4 separate regions of the Zea mays genome follow, and all the other regions are linked to region 1. The links are chromatin contacts, called in public Hi-C maps. All regions are on one chromosome and are shown on one strand. The core of a region is the stretch at or near the end of the contact, and the rest is flanking DNA. Distances in the headings are between cores, read along the strand shown. Region 1 holds the start of LOC100283774 (vacuolar sorting protein 4b). Region 2 holds the start of LOC100194164 (DUF789 family protein). Region 3 holds the start of LOC103649801 (leucine-rich repeat extensin-like protein 2). Region 4 holds the start of LOC100279241.

Region 1 (2,648 bases), core at 93-2,592:
ACCAAACTAGGATATGGTCCCTGCTCAAGTTGTAACTTAGAGTAAAATTGAATTAGTTATATCTTTAATATATTCTCTCAAATAATTTACATTAATCCACATAGAATCTAGTTTTTATTATTCAATCATGTATGTCTTCCGAAAACTATACCTCTTTAACCGTAACTCTGAATTTAGTAGTTCTCAAACCCACGTTCTTGTAGCATCGCGTAGAATGTTTTTACGTTGTTTGTTCTCATGTTTGGTGTACTGTTAATTTATTTGATATTATGTGTATGTTATTTAACACTCAGCGATGCTCTAGAGGAAGATTGAGAAGAAAAATCATGTAAGTTGTCAAACATATGGTCCCTAGAAGTGGTCTTGTCCAACAATATAAATCATCATCTAGAAAATGGAAGTTATCAATCAACCAAATATTCAATAATCACTATCGACCAAAACAATGGTATTCACTACTTAACAGTAACAATGGATAATTGTATCAACCCTAGCTCACTCCATCCAATTTGATAAATATAATAAAGATCTGCAAAGCCTTTTGTGACCCCATATCAATTTCAATCGCCAAACTTTTATCAGGATCAAAGCTTAATAAAGGGGGAAAAGATAACGCTTTTAGGTACCGTCGCTCACCCGTGAAGAACTGCGGGAACTTGACGGGCAATATAACGGCCTCCTGCAGTGCCTGCTTGGCGCTCTCGAGGCCGGCAACGTCGTTCCACTTAATGTTGGGCTTCTCGGTGATGATGGCGGAGTTGAGCCCCGCCCTCAGCTTGGACTGCTCGGAGTCATCCCCTCCGTTGCCTCCGTCCCCGTCCTTGCCCTTGGTCTTGGGGCGCGTGGCGACAGCTGCGTCGCCACCGTTGGCCCCAGGCCCTGCGCCGCCCTCATCGAGGACCGCCCGGATCTCCTCGGCGCGGCGGAGGTACTCGGTGAACTTGGCGGTGATGGCCTCCTTGATCTTGGGGTTCTTCTCGTACTTGAGGTGGGTTTTGAAGTACTCGAGCGCGTTCATGTAGAGAGGGAACGCCTTGACGTAGTTGCCGGCATTGTCCTCCTGGACCGCCTGCTTGACGTACTCGATCGCCTGCTCCTTGAAGTTGCTATACATCGGGGGAGGCCCGGAGGCGCCGCCTCTGCGGCGGGCACCCGCGGATCGGAGGGGGGATCGGCCGGATTAGGCACCTCGACGGCTGATTCGGGAGAGGAGCGAGGAGGCGGCGGGCGGTTGCTTTTTGTGCTGGGGTTTGACGCGGGGAGGAGAAGACGGGGTGCGCAGGAGGGAAAGGGGAACAGAGACGAGCCGAGGAGGGAGGAGGGGAAAGGAAAAGATGGGAAGGGAGAAGCGTGTTTTTGGCTGCGATTTTTATTTTTTATTGGGTTTGTTAGCATTACGAAGAAAATAGAAAGCTGTTGACGAATGACGATTTTGACTTAGGTCCTTCTGTTTTTTGGTTTTCTAAAAACACCTACAAAATAGTGCTCAAAAATAAAATATTGTATTATTTAAATTATTTAGGGCACTAAAAATAAATTAATCTCCAATAATTAATCCCTATATCATATAATTTAGTAAGTAAACAATATTATTAGAAAATAAAATATTAAAAATGATATAAAAACAAGGATATGACACTAATATAGGGTGTGATATATATGTAGATCACTTCATAGTGTGTTCTATATTTTTTATAAATATTTATAAAATATAAAATTATTGGAGCTATTTTTATAAGTTGAGATATATATTTTAAGATAGAGCATTTAAGGCGTGGTTGGAGATGCCCTACCCGTTTGGATATGATGTTGAACACTAAATAGAAGTATTAAATATAATTTAATTATAGAACTAATTACATAGATAAAGATTAAACAGTAAGACAAATCTATTAAACTTAATTAGTCCATGATTCATTCATGTGATGCTGCAGTAAGTATTTGTTAATTATAAATTAATTAGACTTAATAAATTTGTCTCATCATTTAGTCTTCAATTGTATATTAGTTTTGTAATTAGACTATACTGATGATTAACGTTCAACCATTTAATATGGCACTCACTACTAAACTTTAGGGTTATTTGGTTCTCCTGACTATAATTTAGTTTGTGTCATATCAAATGTTTAAATATTAGTTACGAATATTAAATATAGTCTAATTACAAAAATATCAAACATTTGTAAACTAATCAGTCAGACAAAATTGTTAAGCTTAATCAGTCTATAGTTAGCAAAAGTTTATTGTAGCATCACATGGACGGGTCGAACTAGGCTTAATATGCTTGTCTTATCGTTTATTCTGCATATTTATAATTTGTTTTGTAATTAGTTAATATTTAATGTTTCATATTTAGTGTTTCATCAACTCCAACAACGTCGTGTATGAAGCATGTATAACACTATTTTGTATTGTAGATGAATTGCTTGCAGAGAGGAGTTTAAAATAGTGAGTGAGATAAGGAGTGAAATAGAAAATTTGTTGGAGATAGTATAATATCCAAGTATTTGATGTGACACAGACCAAAAAATAGTTGATGGATCCAAATATTTACTTAGAGCTTATTTGAAAGCAAGGATAATGTAGGGGATTCGGAGGGCTAGAATTCTCCACTATTCAATTTTAAATAGTGAGTGATTTTAATCCTC
Region 2 (2,648 bases), core at 44-2,543, 500 kb before region 1:
AGAGAGGACAGGACAGAGGAAGAACCAAATCGTGAAATAAAGATAGTGTCTTAGGGCTAAGTGCGCTAGGGCCTAGGAGTTTACGGAAGGTAGTGTGTATGGATGGACGTCGGTTGCCAAATTAAATGGGTAGTGGGTCTTACCCGCGGGCGAAAGGTTATGCCCAAACAATACCCGTGGGCAAGAACTCTTACCCGTCGGTGGGATTCTGTACCCGTATCCATGCCCATCGGGTACGAAACCCGCGGATACCCGTGTCCGCGGGCAGAATTGCCATCCCTATCTGAAATTGAGCTAATTTGGTGACCAGTGAATTGGAGGGGATCCCTGGGAGGAATCCACTCGCTAAGGACTAGTGAGCGAGAAAACTGGAAGGGATTAGAGGGGCTATATTTCCCTTCTTATTCAAAAATGAATAAGAAGGGGAATCTAGCCCCTTCAATCCCCTCCAGTTTTATGGCTTCCAAACTAGTATTAAGCGAGTGGATTCCTCCTCATAGATCCTCTCCAATTCACTGTTAACCAAACCAACCCAAGAATAGTCTAACTAATTTCTATCAAATTTAAAAAGCATGTCAAGTGTACAATTTAACTCCAAACTGATACTTTATTATGAGAGCAGGGATCCTAATCAGCTGATGCACGTGGGTCCTCGTCCACACGCCGATTTCTTGTCTATAGCAAATCCTATAGTTTCCAAGCTTATCAAGAGAGTCCATGAATTATTCATTCGTTGCAACGATATCAAACGTTCGATATAATAAATTAGCATATCTTAACGACTGCCATGCACTTATTCTTGGAAAAATAAAGTCATTCCATAAATTGTTTACAAGCTTGTAATCTTATAGAGCAGTGGAGTGGAGACTGTGGAGTCATATTCAAGGGCAAACCGTCCAAACGCATATGTATTCTTTGATCTGACCAGAAAATCGCGGCGAGGGTGGTGGTGACAAAAGCGTGACAGCCACGGGTGGGCCCGGTGTTGGGCTCCCGCTTCCTACGTCACGGGCGCATAAACTAAGCCCACGGGCCACGGCCACGGAGCGCCACCGCCCATGTCCTGCTCCACCGCCCAGATTCAGGCAGGCCGGTGCAGGTGCGGTGCAGTGCAGTGCCATGCCAGCTCTATCCACGCCGTCCACGTACCCGCCCGGCTCGACACGCGCGGGTTTTTTTTTTCCGCTCCGGCTCCAGCTCCAGCCCCAGCCTCCAGCGCAGGCGCGCCACTTTGGGAAGCCACTGGCCTTATTAATAGCAAAGATTAGCTGTGTCAGCTCGTCATTGAACTGCTCTGGGACCGCCCTGTAACATCCACCAACTCGAGGAGGAGGAGGAGGAGAAGAGATCCCCCCACCTAGCCTCGGTTTCCAAGCGCCAGCAGAAGAAGAAGAGACAGGACACATGGCGGCAGGTTTCGGCCCGAGGTTCGCCGCCGGCGATGCTCCGGCGAGACGGTGTAACCTGGAGCGGTTCCTCGAGGCCACCACGCCCGTCGTTGCGTCCTCCAGCTGCTCGTCCAAGGTAATGGGAGATGATACGGTTTTTCACTTTGCCTGGCTTTCTTGATTCAACCTGTATGTTTTCTTGAGACCGATACGCCTTGGTGTGCGAGACAGTAATAGCCTCCTTTGCTTTCTAGTTGAAAAGATCGCGGAAACTATTTTTTGCCCCCACATCGTAAAGCAAAGAAATGTAGCGATCGAATAACAAAACAGAGTATTGCTAGTCTTTTTCTGTAACTCGTAGAAACACAACAAGATTTTAGGAAATTTGGCCCATACTTTGAGTGGTTTGAAAAAACTTCTGGACGGTTCTGAACCACATCTCCTGAACAGGGAGAGAGAGAGAGAGAGAGAGAGAGAGAGAGAGAGAGAGAGGTTTCGTTTCCAGCTTCTGTTGTGAATTTCAGACTGTCCGTGCCATTCCAATTCTCTGATGCTGCGTCTGGTTTGGAACCTCGTGTGTCGTTACAGGAGACCGCGAACGGTTGGGGGCAGCGGCAGTCAGACGACGCAGACGGCTCGTCGCCGTTCTTCGCTCTGGGCGACCTCTGGGACTCGTTCAAGGAGTGCAGCGCGTACGGCACCGCTGTGCCCCTTGCTCTGAACGGCTGCAGCGACGGCGTCGTTCAGTACTACGTCCCCTACCTGTCTGCAATCCAGCTTTACGGAGCCCTCAGAAGGCACATCGGCCCTTCGAGGTAATACACTTTTTTTTATTTTTTGCTTGTTGTTAAGATTCCCCCGTGTTCCATTTCGCACGGCACGAACCTGACCTCTCGTTGCAAACATGTTCTGATGAACGGAAGGTAAGCTGCAAGTAGTTGGTAGAGCTATTCTTAGACTAAGGGGGTGTTTGGTTACCCCAAACTAAAATTTAGCCCCTGTCCCATCGAATGTTTGAACCTCCGTTCCGGGTATTAAATATAGTCGGATTATAAAACTAATTTGTCAGCCGAAGATTAAAAGACGAGACGAATCTAGTCCAGTTGGTTGCGTCTATATTTCATACTCCTATTTAAAAGTCAAACGCTTGATGTGACCCGGGCTAAACTTTAGCAGGAGTAACCAAACACCCCCTAAGTTTAGAGTCATTTTTTTTTGAAGAAGCAGTTCAGAGTCAATTCAATAGGCTGAACGTGGTGA
Region 3 (2,648 bases), core at 82-2,581, 470 kb before region 1:
TGGCGACATGCCGGTCATAGCAGGGATCGGCACCTGCTGTTGAGCTTGTATATACATGGGCAGCTGCTGCTCGGAGATTCCCATCTGCGCGAAGTGGTCCTCGACGGCGGTAGGTTGCATGATGCGGGCGTCCGACGGGCGGTCCTCCGGCCGCACGCGTATAGGCGGAAGATTCGATAGCGACGGGGCCGAGGAGGTAGACCCGAACGAGGAGTTCTTATCCAGCATCGGCGAGTCTGGCACGGACTGGACGTCGTGCGGGTGCCTCCCGGTACCGACGGCGGCAGCGGCGGCGCCCGCCTGGAGCTTCGGCTGGCTGGCGCGCTGGTCCTCCGTGGGAGCCGAGTTGGTTACTCCGCTACGGGAGTGCACGGAGGAGTCGTCCTCGAGGCCGAGAAGGCAGTTGACGGAGGCTGAATCGGTGGAGATTCCCCTCGGGATACCGTCGAGGGAGCCGGAGATGGCGCTGTTGAGGGCGTCGACGAACCAGTTCTCGGACTTTGAAGAGTCGTCGAGCAGGGAGCCGAGCGAGGACGAGGACTCGGGCTTGGCGGGGAAGAGGAAGAGGCGGATCCGGGAGGTGCGCGAGGTTCCTCCGCCGGAGGAGGTCGCAGCGATGCGGTCGTACTCGTCGACGAGGTTGTCGAGGTCCTCGTCCGTAGAGACGGAGATGAGGGAGTCCAGGTCCTCGTTGGGTAGCTGATACTTGAGCGTGAAGGGGCGGCCGCCCAGCAGCGACCGCGAGAGGCGCGCGTGGACATCGGCGAGCGAAGCGTGCCGGTCCACGGCCACGATCCTGGTCTCCCCGCCAAGGTAGCAGAGCGACTTATCGGTCGGGCGCGGGACGATCCGTCCCCCGAAGCTGCACATCAGGCGGAGCCGGCCCCCACCGCCGGCAGCAGCGGCCGCCGCCGCCGCGGAGGACGGGAAAGGCTCGTCCCACGAATCCCCACCCCGGCTGCGTGGAGAAGACTCCGTGGACTCGGGGTACCCGGGCCCAGGCCCCCCCACGCCGGCGGCCGTCGCCGACGGCAGCGGCTCCATGAGGAAGCGAACGGGCGAGGAAGGGGGGTGGTTTGCTGCTCTGGCTACGCTTGTCTCCTCCGTGGGTTTCTGGGTGGGGATTTTATTTAGATTTTGGGGAAAGCAGAATATATGAGGGAGAAAGCAGATGGGAACCGAGGAAAAAGGAAGGACGAGGGGACGAGTCGTGGGGACCGCGCCTGGAAATGTCGATTGTTTACGGAAGGCAGTTTTGCGGCCTGTGATCTAGGCGCACTGCCCCTTCCGGCCTTCCCCCTCTCGCGGCGGCGGCGGCGCCGCTTCCTTCTCGTTTGCTTTTTTATCTCTCATGTTTGTAAGGCTTTATTAGCCGAGTGTCCGTGCATTGCAACCAAAATATATAATATATATGTTATATCGTTATAAGAAAATATTTCATAATTAATTTGTAATTTGGTCATATATAAATTTTGTTATTTAATCTATCTGTTTCACCACTATATTGCAAACATCAGTATCATGTAAACTTCGATATATGTCACGATTTGCATGGTCTCATCATTGGAGAGTACGTTCCACACATGTTGGAAGAAATTCCCTCATACATCGTTAGTCATCAGATACGTATCACCATACGCTTTTGCTTAAACAAAAAGGCAAGTGTGTGTTTGCGAAGAGAATTAAAGACAAGCCGGCACAAAAGCTACCCCAACGATGGCGAGGATGACGAACTGGTCATTATTGTCGGTCCTTCTCTGCGTCACCTCCGGCACCAAGATGACGTCACAGTCCTCGATATAGTAGTCGTCGAACGCGCACGACAACTGAGTACTAATGACTCTTGGCTGGGCTGTAAAACGAAGTGCACCTCGGGTGCGCTACTCCTCTACATACATCATGTTCGAGGACACTCACACAACGTCAACAACGGCCATCGTCCCAGCGTACAAGAATTCATGGCCGGTCAGTACTTACGTGCAGGTTGGGCTTCAGGTGGATGATGAGCTGGACGACGTGATGACGTCGTCGTCAAATGCGGTACCCAGAACAACCCGAGAGTCATCGACGTTGGCGACGACCATGAGGTCCCTTGCTTGACGATGGACAGCGCAGAGCAGCCGCTCTGCACCGCGTCCAAGCGGCGGTTGCGCCGGAGCTTGTCGTACATAGCAGCACATGCGGCCGCGTAGGACTGTTTCTAGAGGTCGAACCGACAGTCGCCAAGTTTCTTCTCGTCGTCGATGAGCGACCCCAGCGCGAGTGCCTCCTGCTAATGGTGTTTGTTCGGGATTTTCAAGTAAGAAACATGGATTCATGTTTGACGTTGGTTTATAAAAATGACTCATAAGTCAGATCCATGTAAAAAAATATTACGAAGAATAAATGTCACGCATGCAAAAAAGCAATTTAAGTTGAAAACATTATTCAAACAAAAGAAATTGCATGCAAGGCTCTTATTTAAATACTACTCTCTCCATCCAAAAATATAATTCAAGAATCTCGATGATACTTATCTACTATTACGCATTGTGCAAGGATAGCAGGTGGGCTTGGGGACAGATGTAGTAGATGTGTTTCTTGTTATAGATGTAGACATAACCACACATGTAGTGTAGCGGAAGCTACTGCTGGCATTTGCTTGAGAG
Region 4 (2,648 bases), core at 95-2,594, 310 kb before region 1:
AGAATCGGCCGTCCCACCACTGGCACAAGCCTGACGCTCAACGTCGAGCTTGTCAGATTCTTGACAATGTAGGTCCACTTGAACGCCGTGAAGCCTCCGACCTGCTTGAAGATGTCGATCCTCGTGACGTTCTCCCCAGCCAGCACTACGTCGAACACCCTCTGGCCAGGTGAGCCGATCCCAGCATCGATCTCGGCGAAATGGAGCCAGACCATGTAGGACAGCCTCGTGTCGACCGGCATGAGGTACTCGATCTCATTGGCGGCGTCACCGCCCGTGGTGACCGCCGACTCGTACAGCTTGGTGGGGAAGTAGTTGGGCGGCTGGTTGCTGCCAAAGACCTTCCTCCCGCCCGCAGTGATGGCGTCGTAGCTGAGGTCGTTGTTCCGGAAATCGACGTCCGCCTGCCACACCCGCGAGAAGGCGTCGGCGTCCCTGGTGAATCCGGGGCCGAAGAGGCTGTTCCCGCAGGTGACGCGGCCGTAGTTGACGAGGACGAGGTCGGCGCCGGTGGTGGCGCCGTCGTAGGCGAGCGGGTGGACGGGGGAGACCTCGATGGAGGCGACGGCGGGCGCGTCGGTGGAGAGCGAGTAGAAGCAGAGGTCGGAGGCGGGCTCGGTGGCGGAGGGGAAGATGAGGTCGGAGTAGGCCCCGTAGCGCGCGGCGGGCTCGGGCCAGGGCGAGCGGAAGGAGAGCACGAGCGTGGCGGCGGCGGAGACGTCGAAGGAGGGCGTGCGCAGCTTGGAGTCGTAGTTGTCGTAGACGGAGAAGAGGCGGAGGTAGTAGCGGCCGGGGGGAAGCGGGAGCGAGTAGCAGGAGGACTTGCCGGCCGAGGAGGGCGGGAAGAAGCGGAGCGTGCGCTCCTGCGGCTGCGGGAAGCGGTGCGGCTCCGCCACCATGCCGGCGGCCCCGCCCGCGGAGAAGAACCGGTCGGCGAGCCACCGGCGCCCCAAGGCCGAGGTGAAGTCCGCCGCGCCGCCGCAGTCGATGTTGTAGCTGTGGTTCGCCGCTGCGCCCGGCCCGGGGAGAGACGGAGGAGACCACACGGCGTTAGCACTCGCTCGCGCCGTCTGCATTGCAGCCGCGAATCGAACGAAAAAACTTGTATTATGTAAGGGGGAGGAGGGGCCGAGCTAGGGAGCGCCTACCGCCGGAGAGGAAGGGGTCGTCGGAGGCGCGGGCGCCGGCGCCGGCGAGGAGGAGCAGGAGGAGCGGGAGCAGCCGCATTGGGGGAGGGATCCCCTGTCGTAGCGACGAGGATTTTAGGGGGGTTGCGGGGGTAGAGAAATTTCTTCGCTGCGGTGGAGTGGGGAAGCTTGGAGACTTTAGAGTGGCGGATGGAGGTGGTGGAGGAATAGTGGTGGGGAAGGGAAGGGGACAAGGTGAAGCGGGGGGAAGAACGCTGGAACCTGATGGCGTACGCCGTACCCGTACGATGATCCGTGATCGGACGGCCGTGCGGGATCGGGGAAGGAATCGGGCGCGGCGGAAGCGGACAGACAGGGAGGCGATGCGGTGACATTGAAGAACCATGGGTGTCGCGAATCTGAGCCAGCTTTTTTTGATGCGCTAATCAGCCCGCTCGCTCTCCCTTGTCGATCCTCTCCTCCCGTCCCCGGTCTCAGCTCTCTGGCTGGATCAGGATCAAGTGTAATCAGCCAGCTTTTTGCATTGCTTTGCATGCATGGAGAGCTCACGTGAGCTGGTGAGCAGAGTGCTGTAAAAATAAAAAAATAAAAACAAGAAAATACCAAGCGGAAGCGGAGGTGGTGAAGAATCACTGCCATCAGCATCTTTCACCGTATAATAACAGCTGGGCTTGCGGTTGCGGTGGATGTGGGTGGGGGACAGAGCGATTAGCCGAAATAATTGGAGCGGCGACGGACACACGAGGGATTTGGCCCACGCAACGCAACGCAACGCAAGTAGATCTCGACGTCGGCCGTGTCACGAGAACCACAAACCACCGGTCCACAACCGTGACGCCCGCACCCAAACAGTCAAAAAACACAGTAGTGTCCGTGGTTGGCACTTGGCAGTCATAGTCATAGACTCATAGTAATAACCCAGCAGCCGAAGCAGAGCAGCGGCTGGCGCGTTACTACTGCTTTCTTTTGCCCTCTCGGACCGTTCGCCTTCGCCGCGTCCGAGAATTAGCCGCGACGTGCGCAGTGATGCGGGGGAGATGTTCTTGTTCGTGCCGCGCGTCAAGCGTCAACCAAACCAACCCCACCGGCCACCAGTCTCATTTAGTCTCTAAGGATTAAAGTAGGAAGTAAATTGTTTTAGTCTCTAGTCCTTGAGAAGTGACTAAAAGAAACTAGATCATATAAATTCTACTTTTACCCCTATATTATTTCAGTTGCACTAACTGTGGAAGAATGTTTAAGAATATTTTAATCATCTTATGGTTCATTTAATATGTTTTGAGTACTTTTAGTCCCTATAACTACAAAATATAGAGACTAAATTTTAATCTCTTAACTAAACTTTAGCCTCAAACTAAACGAATCAAACGGGGCTTACTAGCTTAAGCCTTCACTCAAGTGTGCCCACTTCTTTCTCCCAAGTCTGACTTCAGGGCGTCACACCGAGCAAATTGTGTCCTAGAGGACTTCGCCGACCCGTGACGTGCATTCATGCCAACG

The links. A called contact is a pair of places that touch in the nucleus more often than the background predicts.
Region 2: a Hi-C map of tassel shows a contact between it and region 1, with 2.4 times the contacts expected there. The contact joins the promoter of LOC100194164 here to the promoter of LOC100283774 in region 1. A contact is called at or near these places in 2 of 25 Hi-C or Micro-C datasets (ear and tassel).
Region 3: a Hi-C map of leaf shows a contact between it and region 1, with 6 times the contacts expected there. The contact joins the promoter of LOC103649801 here to the promoter of LOC100283774 in region 1. A contact is called at or near these places in 2 of 25 Hi-C or Micro-C datasets (endosperm and leaf).
Region 4: a Hi-C map of leaf shows a contact between it and region 1, with 3 times the contacts expected there. The contact joins the promoter of LOC100279241 here to the promoter of LOC100283774 in region 1. A contact is called at or near these places in 5 of 25 Hi-C or Micro-C datasets (bundle sheath, ear, leaf and 1 more).

Annotation. Positions count from the first base shown.
Region 1 is chr3:19,482,039-19,484,686 of Zm-B73-REFERENCE-NAM-5.0, reverse strand. It overlaps LOC100283774 (vacuolar sorting protein 4b), which reads right to left and starts at 1,342. Exons shown (of 8, transcript NM_001412581.1): 1 at 637-1,342. The coding sequence starts at 1,114.
Region 2 is chr3:19,979,719-19,982,366 of Zm-B73-REFERENCE-NAM-5.0, reverse strand. It overlaps LOC100194164 (DUF789 family protein), which reads left to right and starts at 1,293. Exons shown (of 5, transcript NM_001139214.1): 1 at 1,293-1,524; 2 at 1,977-2,203. The coding sequence starts at 1,405.
Region 3 is chr3:19,956,128-19,958,775 of Zm-B73-REFERENCE-NAM-5.0, reverse strand. It overlaps LOC103649801 (leucine-rich repeat extensin-like protein 2), which reads right to left and starts at 1,331. Exons shown (of 2, transcript XM_008675513.4): 1 at 1-1,331. The coding sequence starts at 1,044.
Region 4 is chr3:19,793,255-19,795,902 of Zm-B73-REFERENCE-NAM-5.0, reverse strand. LOC100279241 reads right to left here and starts at 1,344. Exons shown (of 9, transcript NM_001152262.2): 1 at 1,149-1,344; 2 at 1-1,009. The coding sequence starts at 1,227.